Regions from separate parts of the Mus musculus genome. Here all the other regions are linked to region 1. The links are chromatin contacts, called in public HiChIP or PLAC-seq maps. All regions are on one chromosome and are shown on one strand. The core of a region is the stretch at or near the end of the contact, and the rest is flanking DNA. Distances in the headings are between cores, read along the strand shown.

Region 1 (2,718 bases), core at 136-2,635:
GTACTGTCTATCAAGAACTAGAGAATTCCTGTTCTAGACCCCATTTTTAAGCCAGGTCCTGAGGTTCCATACAATAGAGAGGTAGTCCTTCTCCAGTGACCCCCACCTTTGTGCTACCCACTGACGGAGGCTGGCCTGGATCTAGACTGCTAGGAAGTTGGGACAGGCCAGCCATGTCTGTAGGGTCATCTCCAGGCCTGGGCAGATGAAGACAAATTATAGTCTCTGCTGCAAGGCTCTGGGGATTTTAGTGATGGATGCTCAGCCACCTGCTCCGTGATGGCCTCCTAACTGCCAGCACCTTCAGCATCAAGGTCTTTGGGATGCCAGGCACCCAGTCAGCCCTTTGCAGAATCCTGTTCTCCCCTCTGCACCCCAGCATGCAGAGCTTGGGGAAGCTCAAGAAAGGTCCCTTCCTGTCCTCCCAGCCCCAAGGAGACTGTGGGCTCAGCTACACAGTTTCAGTCCCTCTCCCTCTCCCACTCCCTCCTCCCTCCTCTCCCTCTCCCACTCCCCCCCCCCCACATCTGTACCTGTTATACCCCATCCCTTTTGGCATTGTTACTGCCCTGCCTTGAATCCAAACACAGCTGCCACAGCAGAGGTGGCTCTGGGCGTGGCCGCCCACTGTGAGCAAGCCTTGGGTGCTTGCCAAGGGCCCTACACAGGGGCACTGATTGGCTTGGGGGGGCAGGTCTAGGGTGCCTGGTCCCCGTCTCTGTTCTAAGGGGTGGCATGCTATTTCCTGCTCACTCACCAGGCCCCTCTGCTAAGGGGACACGTGACCACAGGTACTGGTGTCTCAGAGAAACTTCTTATCTCATTACTATTTAGATATCTACATTTGGAGTCCTAAAGGACAGCAGGGTGGTGGCATAGTCCCAACCTTCAGACGAGAAAAAAACCAAGAGTCCAGGGACAAAAATGACTTGTCCACATTGCCACCGACAATTTGGCAAGGCTGAAATCCCTCGTTTTTCCACCGGCCTCCTAAGCTCTCCCCTTTTCCCCACCCCAGCCTTGATTCTCCCTTATCCAGTTCCTAGATAAAGACTGCTTACAGGTAGTGGGTGGGAAGGAGGGGTGTGTATCTCCGCAGCCATCTTGGACCAGACACCCCGCTTCTGCTGGGTTCCTGGGAAGGCAGGAAGCTCTCGCCCTCGCGCAGCCCAGACCATGGAGAAACCCACTCTAGGAGCCAATGAAGTCTCTGATCTCCCCTTTCCAGACCTCCCACCTGTACTCCATGCAGTCAGGACTCCAGAAGCCAGCTCAAGGCATACGGGAAATCTACTTACTGGCCTCAGGGCTGAGGAGAGAACCCATCAGCCTGAGCTCCTCCTGGGGCACAAGTCCCTGGGTCTGAAGATGTCTGTGAAGGCCAGTGGTCAGGGTTACAAGACTCCGGAAGGTTCCCCTTTTATAGGCTGGAGCTCACGTTACAGAGTTGTTGATTAATTAGATGCTGTCACGCATGACGATATCCGGGACTTTCCCCATGACCTCTCGTGGCTCACAGTGGACTGCTGCTGCAGCAGGCTGGTCTGAGATAAGAAGGGAAGCAGGGGCTGTAACTGTGGCTGCAGCAGACGGTTTTCTGTTTGACTTCTAAGCAGCCCTTGTCTGTGAATTATAATCGCATGTTAGTAAACACCCGTGCCGCCGCCACGCCCTCCCCCACTCTCCCCAACAAAGACTTTGGTGGTCCTGGTCTGGGATGAGATCTGGGCATTGGGAGTTTCAAGAGCATGCAGGAACTTTGATTAGCAGCCGGCATGGTGTCCAACCCCACATAGAGAAGGTGCGCAGCGCTGCTGAAGGTTAACTGATTGAGCTAAATCCTAGGACCTGTGAAGGTGAGGCCGCCCAGTGGCAAGGTTGGTTTGGGGGCTTACAACCCCACCCCCACCCCACCCCCCCTCCCCGCCAGATTAGGTCTTTCTTGAGATTCCAGATCAAAGCCACAATTCTGTGACTTCTGTGGCCCCTTTAAGAAAGGAACGGGGAGGGGGGGGGGCTGGCGAGATGGCTCAGTGGTTAAGAGCGCCGACTGCTCTTCCGAAGGTCCGGAGTTCAAATCCCAGCAACCACATGGTGCCTCACAACCATCTGTAACGAAATCTGATGCCCTCTTCTGGAGTGTCTGAAGACAGCTACAGTGTACTTACATATAATAAATAAATCTTTAAAAAAAAAAAAAGAAAGAAAGGAACAGGAGCACCTGGAAATGACAGTGAGCTAGACAGGACGGGGGGGGCGGGGGGGGGGCGGGGGCGGTTCGACTGAGGAGGGAAATAGAGGGCTGGAGACCCAGGTTGTGTCTGCTGTATTACCTTATGCAGATCCCTTCCTCTTCTTGAGGTCTGATGTTCTGGTTTGGGGACCTTTTCCAGCCAGCATGTGGTGCCTAAGTGAGAAGAAGTGGCCAGGGGAAGGTGAGTGTTATCAGTGTAGCCCTGGTTACCTTAGACATTGCTGTAACCCCTGGACTTTCTTTTTCCGGCCACACCCTTGCTGAGCGCCCTTTGTCACTGCACTAGATGTATAACTTCTGCCAAGACCACAGGTAGCTGCTCTAGAGCCAGTGCCAGTCACCTGGGCCGGAGTCCTGTGGCTTCTAAAGGTTGCAGTTCCCCCGATGCCCCGGCTGGCTCAGTCTAAGAGGTTCAGGCTCCTGGCACCTCCTGGCAGGCACACCAGTCTCTGGACACTTGTGGA
Region 2 (2,718 bases), core at 58-2,557, 120 kb before region 1:
CGGGAAGATAATAATTATACATAATATACTTTATAATATAACACAGTCTTACAGCCATACATATCATGGCTCCCAGTTTAGGGTCTTTATGTGATTCCTGAGTGTGCAAATAAATGAGTGGGTTTCTGATTCTTGTGCCTTTTCTTTTCCTCCTGTTTGTTTTGTTCAATTCTGAATGTGTTAGCTTTTGTTTTATCTTTTTATTCTGTATTCTATTATTATCCCTTAGATGCTATTTTCTACTGAGAGACAGAAAGCAGGTGAATCCAATGTGAGGAGGGGAAGGAACGGGAAACTGGAATCGGGATATATTATGTGAGGGGGAAAATTATTTTCAATAAAAGGAAAAAAATAAAGAAAAGAAACAGCTGAGAGAAAACATGAACAAAAGCAGTCATATGCTCAGAGGTCATGAGATGAGAGCCAGCAGGTGGGTCAAAGACCTGGCAGTGCAAACTGTCACTCTGCATGAGACAGCTGCTAAAGATAAAGGACAGAGGATTCCAGCACAGACTGAAAACAAAAAATACTAAAATGGAAGCAAATATGTTAATTAAAATGAAGGACAAACAGAAGACTAAACTAACTAGACAGGAAACACAAAGAACAAAGGACAAAAGACTAAAATAATAAACTACTAAGATTGAGCAGGGTGGGGGGGCGAGCTGAGTGAAGGTGGTTAGCTGCAGGAAGCTCTACAGGAAGGAAGAGATAGAATGGGGAACGGCTGGTGAAGGGCACAAAACTACAAAGGAAAGTGAGTAGAGGGAACACATCCCCAGGTCAGCAGAGGCCAAGAGGCTAAATAGAAGCATGGTGTCCAGGCTAGACAGCAGGCTCAGTAGAGTCTACAGAGTGGCAAGTGGGCTGCCTCCTGCCTGCCACAGTCAGGGAGCAGGGCAGCAGTCTGCTATCAGGAGTGACATGCTCCTGACGCACGGGGCTCTGGTTATAGCCTTGGCTTTGTAGTGACTCCTTGATACACCTGAAGATGGATTCTTTTAATGGATGCTACATATCACAATAAACAACAACATATTTTAAGAAAGACTTTAAACAAGCTGGGTATTGTGGCTCATGCCTTTAATCTCAGCACTACGGAGGCAGAGGCTGGTGGATCTCTAGACCAGCCCTGTCTACAAAGAGAGTTCCAGGCCAGCCAAGGCTACTAAGTGCTACCTGGTCTCAAAACAGCAGCTGCAGCAGCAGATTGACAGTAGATATCTAAAACACTTAAAGCTACAACTGGGGCTGAGGAGAAGGGTGAGGGTAGGAGCCCTGGCTGCTCTAACACCTGTCTGTCACTCCAGCTCAGGGTGATTGAGACTCCCTCTCCTGGTCTCTGGGAGCACTGCACATACAGTGCATAGACCTACATGCAGGCAAAACACCCATGCACATAAAGACAAATAAACAGAACACAAACCCAAACGAAACAAACCTGTAATTTTACTTCTGAAAATGCTTGTTATTGGAAAAGTTATTCAGCAAGCCTTCCTGAAAGTTCTGACATGGAGGGCAGTCAGGGCTAGAAAATTTTACTACTTTTTAGTGTAAATTCTGAGCTTTTTGACAGTCTCAGAGCCTTTGGGATCAGACAAGTCTCTCTCTCTCTCTCACACACACACACACACACACACTCACTCACACTCACACTCACATACTTTCCATGAAGAAATAGTTCAGTTCTGAGAAAGCACACAAACACTACTTCATTTTCAGACACAAATGGCATACTTGTATGTGTAATGTCAACGGTCACTTACTTGATCAAGATTTGAAAGACTGTTGGGATCCTGGCTCAGACCTTGGTACTGTCCCCTGAGTCTGTCTCCAGCAGCTATTTTCCTAAACTTCTTCAGATCCACGACATACAGCGCACTGAGTGGAGAGGAGACACTTGTTACAGACAAACCATCAATTGATGTCAACAATGAACCCAACTGAATGGTGGGAGAGGTCATGGATGGAACAGGCCAGTGTCCCAGAGAGAGAGTGGAAGATGCCGCAGAGGGCGCATGCACATGGCCAAGAGGATCACACACCTGCAGGCTATGGCCTGCTCTGACGGCTCACTTTGGCCAGCTTTTTATTTTGTTGTCTTACAAGGAAACTAATTTCTGAGGCAAGATTTCTATCTAGGGGCTGGAGAGATGGCTTGGTGGTTAAGAGCACTGACTGCTCTTCCAGAGAACCTGAGTTCAATTCCCAGCAGCCACATGGTGGCTCACAACCATCTGTAATGGGATCTGATGCCCTCTTCTGGTGTGTCTGAAGAGAGCAACAGTATATTCACACACATAAAATAAATATAAGAAAGACAAAAAGAAATCTGGCTAACTCAAAAGATCCAGTGATAAAGATCACTGAAACTGATAAATGATAACAATTTGCCACCACTATCCTGACGACATCTTAAGATAACAGGAGAGGAGCAGGCAGGGTTCCAATTCTCTGCAGCCAAGAAACACGGAATAAAACTGAAGTCACCGCAGCCATCATTCATCTCTGTGTGTGCTCATTTTAACAAGGAGTTACTTAGGGCCCTGAGGATTGTCGCAGAGGTTAGGAGCCCTGGCTACCCTTCTAGAGGATCAGAGTTTGGTTCCCTTCATGCACACAGTGGCTCACCATCTTCTGTAACTCCAGTTTCAGGGACTCTGACATCTTCTGGCCTTCATGCAGGCAAAATACTCATACACATAAAATAAGTCAATC
Region 3 (2,718 bases), core at 66-2,565, 93 kb before region 1:
AATTTTGACAGACTAAAATGTTGGAAAGGCAAAAGTATCGTTGAAGTCCTTGGAACTGAATTGAAGGTCAATGAGGAATTAAATTCTCATGGCTCTGTAAGTAGTCTCCAGCACCCAGATCTCCATCTCAGCAAGCGTCACAAGCCCATGCTGGCCATCACAGCCATTACACTGCTCCTCCGGCAGCCTCCCACCCCACCTTAAACTCCTGAGAGTGTCACCCAGGCTCTAGCTCCTACAGCCACCTGCACAGCTGCAGCCTTCCCACTGGGGACAGACCATCATATACTGTACCCAGCTAGACTGCCATTTTAAGATTTTTATTTTATGTGTATTTTATGTGTATTTTATGTGTATGAGTGGTTTGACTGCATGTATGTATGTTTGAGTCTGGTGCTTCTGGAGACCAGAGAGGGAGCTGGACCCCATATCCAAGTACTCTGCAAAAGCAACAAGGACTTCTCACCACCGAGCCATCTCTTCAGCCCCCAGATTTATCTTTTCTAGAAGGAAATGCTTGTGAGTTTAGAAGGACAGGCCATAATTTTGAGCTATCTTCTTAATATTATAATCTAATAAATTTAAGAATGTGAAGCACAAATCCAAAAGCCAAGAGTTGCTACTGAAATGTTCCTTACTGCTTGCTGTTAGGTCCAGATACTCTCGCTTAGCTGTCAGAATCCTAGAGTTGATTCTTGGAACAACATTTGGCTGATTCATGATGTACTCTACCACATCTTGATCATGGGACAGCTCACCCTGTATGAAAAAAGAAAAGGGGCAGAAGTGTTTAAGGAGTATCAGCAATGAAATTCACTAGAAATAGAAAGTTAGTAGCTTTGTAACAGCTGGCTAGATGTTAACAGTCAAGGACAGATGTTCATGTGAGCCCAGGAACAAGCAGAGTATGGATGGACACACACAGTGCCTCTAACTCTATTGAAACACTGGGGTGCCAGGAGGCTCGGAACAAGACAGCCAGGCCAGCTTTCCCATGGTGTGGAGTGGTGGAGGCCAGCCACTGTGTGGAGTCATTTCTCTTTTTCCACCTTTACATAGGTTCTGGGAAATCCCAGGGTTCTCTTTATTTGAGCTGAGTAATGTCTCAGTAGCTTTTCCCTGGGATATTTGCAAACACAATTAGGAGAAATTATTACACATCAGATGGGCTAAAATGAAGCTGGTCAAATAAACAGTTGGAAAAAGGGAAGTTCCATTTTCTGATGTTCTCCAGATCTCAAGCACGATATCCAGGGGACCACAAATGGCCAGGAAAACCCACAGGGAGCCCTCGACTCTGATAACTAATCTAGACAAGCAGTAACTGAAGGCTGCCGCTGGGGTGTGGCAGAGTGAGTGTTTCCTTAGCATACACAAGGCCCAGGATTCAACCCCTACCACCAAACACAGACACAAAAGGCGGTTAAGATCAGCTGAGGATTCAAGTCACGTCCCAATGTGAACCAACTGAGATACTTGGGGAAATATTTTCCATCTAATTTTCACCTAATAAGTGAAAAATATGTTCACTTACTAGCAAATTAATATGCTAAGTAGATATTGGCAGAGTTCACACACAACAAAGAATCTATTTAAGAAAGTCATTATAAACCAAGCAACAGCTGTAACAACAACGAACAGCACAAGAATGAACGTCTCCCTCATAGGGTGAAGACTCAGATTCAAAGAGTTATTATAGCTGACATGTCCAATTAGAACAAGAAAAATACTACAACAATCAAAGAAAAAAAATACACACAAAATCAAAATATCAACAAAATCCAAGTGGCCAATATATACCATGCTTGGAAAAACCCAAACAGTAGACCTAAAACACAAAGAACTTACATAATCTGTATTAGTATACTCCAACAGCAGCAGCAGCCATGGCCATGAACGAAGTGTAAAACTCAAGATTGCCAAATAAATACAGTCAATAAAAACATAAAATAAGTAAAAGAACCAATTAAAAAATTGGAGTTAAAAATAGCTGGTGGCACACACCTATAATCCTATTACTCTCTGGCAGCAGAAGAGGAGGATTGCCAGTTCAAACACAGTCTGGAGTACATGTAGAGACCTGGTCTCAAACAAACAAACAAAAAAAGCAGATCTAGTGGTCCTCAGAAGACTGAGGCTGAAGACTGGCAAGTGGAGCCCAGCCTAACCTAACAAAAAAGCTCTATAAACACACACACATGTACACACATACAGTGTGCACACACACATGCATGCACACAAACATGTGCACACATACACATAAAATGATTGATGGAGGTATAGGTGGGCAGTCAAGGAGGAAAGAAAGGAGGCAAGGAAAGAAAATACACATAATAACTGACACAGTCCCCGAAGGGTTCATTAGCAGATGTTAGCTGACAGGATAAAAACAAACAGACAATGAACACAAAGATACTTCAAGTAAGATTTTGACTTTTGTTTTTGTGGGTTTTTTCCCCTCCTCTTTTTTCTTTGATACAGGGTTTCTCTGTGTAGCCCTGGCTGTACTGCAACTCTCTCTGTACACCAGGTTGGCTTCAAACTCAGAGATCTGTCTGGCTCTGCCTCCCGAGTGCTGGGACCAAAGGTGTGGGCCACCACCACCTGCATGTATGTATATAGATACATGGATGGATGGATGGATGGATGGGTGGATGGACGGACAGATGGACGGACAGATATTGGGTCTTACTATATAACCCCAACTAGCCTGAAAGT

Evidence for each region. HiChIP or PLAC-seq counts read pairs in DNA pulled down with a chosen protein or histone mark.
Region 2: a contact with region 1 is called in an H3K27ac HiChIP or PLAC-seq map of the HPC-7 cell line, with 14 times the contacts expected there. The contact joins the enhancer-like site here to the promoter of Neurl3 in region 1. A contact is called at or near these places in 21 of 39 promoter capture datasets (the 3T3-L1 cell line, the C10 cell line, the HPC-7 cell line and 12 more), 5 of 15 datasets of contacts at CTCF or cohesin (CD8 T cells, the G1E-ER4 cell line, the NIH/3T3 cell line and 2 more), 122 of 484 Hi-C or Micro-C datasets (the 4T1 cell line, the 63-12 cell line, the AML12 cell line and 75 more), 18 of 115 datasets of contacts at active chromatin or transcription factors (CD4 single positive thymocytes, the HPC-7 cell line, T-cell acute lymphoblastic leukemia and 13 more) and 5 of 9 other capture datasets (adipose tissue, embryonic stem cells, liver and 2 more).
Region 3: a contact with region 1 is called in an H3K27ac HiChIP or PLAC-seq map of the HPC-7 cell line, with 7 times the contacts expected there. The contact joins the enhancer-like site here to the promoter of Neurl3 in region 1. A contact is called at or near these places in 3 of 39 promoter capture datasets (the 3T3-L1 cell line, macrophages and stem cell-derived epiblast-like cells), 2 of 15 datasets of contacts at CTCF or cohesin (the G1E-ER4 cell line and large pre-B cells), 4 of 484 Hi-C or Micro-C datasets (bone marrow-derived macrophages, liver, nephron progenitors and 1 more), 3 of 115 datasets of contacts at active chromatin or transcription factors (CD8 T cells, the HPC-7 cell line and embryonic stem cells) and 3 of 9 other capture datasets (adipose tissue, liver and pancreatic islet).

The regions. Positions count from the first base shown.
Region 1 is chr1:36,272,040-36,274,757 of GRCm38.p6, forward strand. Neurl3 (neuralized E3 ubiquitin protein ligase 3) reads right to left here and starts at 1,386. Exons shown (of 4, transcript NM_153408.2): 1 at 1,299-1,386. The coding sequence starts at 1,326.
Region 2 is chr1:36,148,279-36,150,996 of GRCm38.p6, forward strand. Uggt1 (UDP-glucose glycoprotein glucosyltransferase 1) reads right to left here. Exons shown (of 41, transcript NM_198899.2): 38 at 1,767-1,881. Among named protein-coding and RNA genes, the nearest start is that of Mir6897, 5.3 kb to the left of the region's middle. Within about 2 kb of position 1,308, at least 36 of the 459 cell types and tissues checked have an H3K27ac peak or open chromatin away from gene starts, as enhancers often do. A contact at or near this core is called in CD4 single positive thymocytes, CD8 T cells, the HPC-7 cell line and 10 more, where this site is marked.
Region 3 is chr1:36,178,921-36,181,638 of GRCm38.p6, forward strand. It overlaps Uggt1 (UDP-glucose glycoprotein glucosyltransferase 1), which reads right to left. Exons shown (of 41, transcript NM_198899.2): 19 at 639-759. It also overlaps the pseudogene Gm18750. Among named protein-coding and RNA genes, the nearest start is that of Mir6897, 36 kb to the left of the region's middle. Within about 2 kb of position 1,316, at least 8 of the 459 cell types and tissues checked have an H3K27ac peak or open chromatin away from gene starts, as enhancers often do. A contact at or near this core is called in the G1E-ER4 cell line and the HPC-7 cell line, where this site is marked.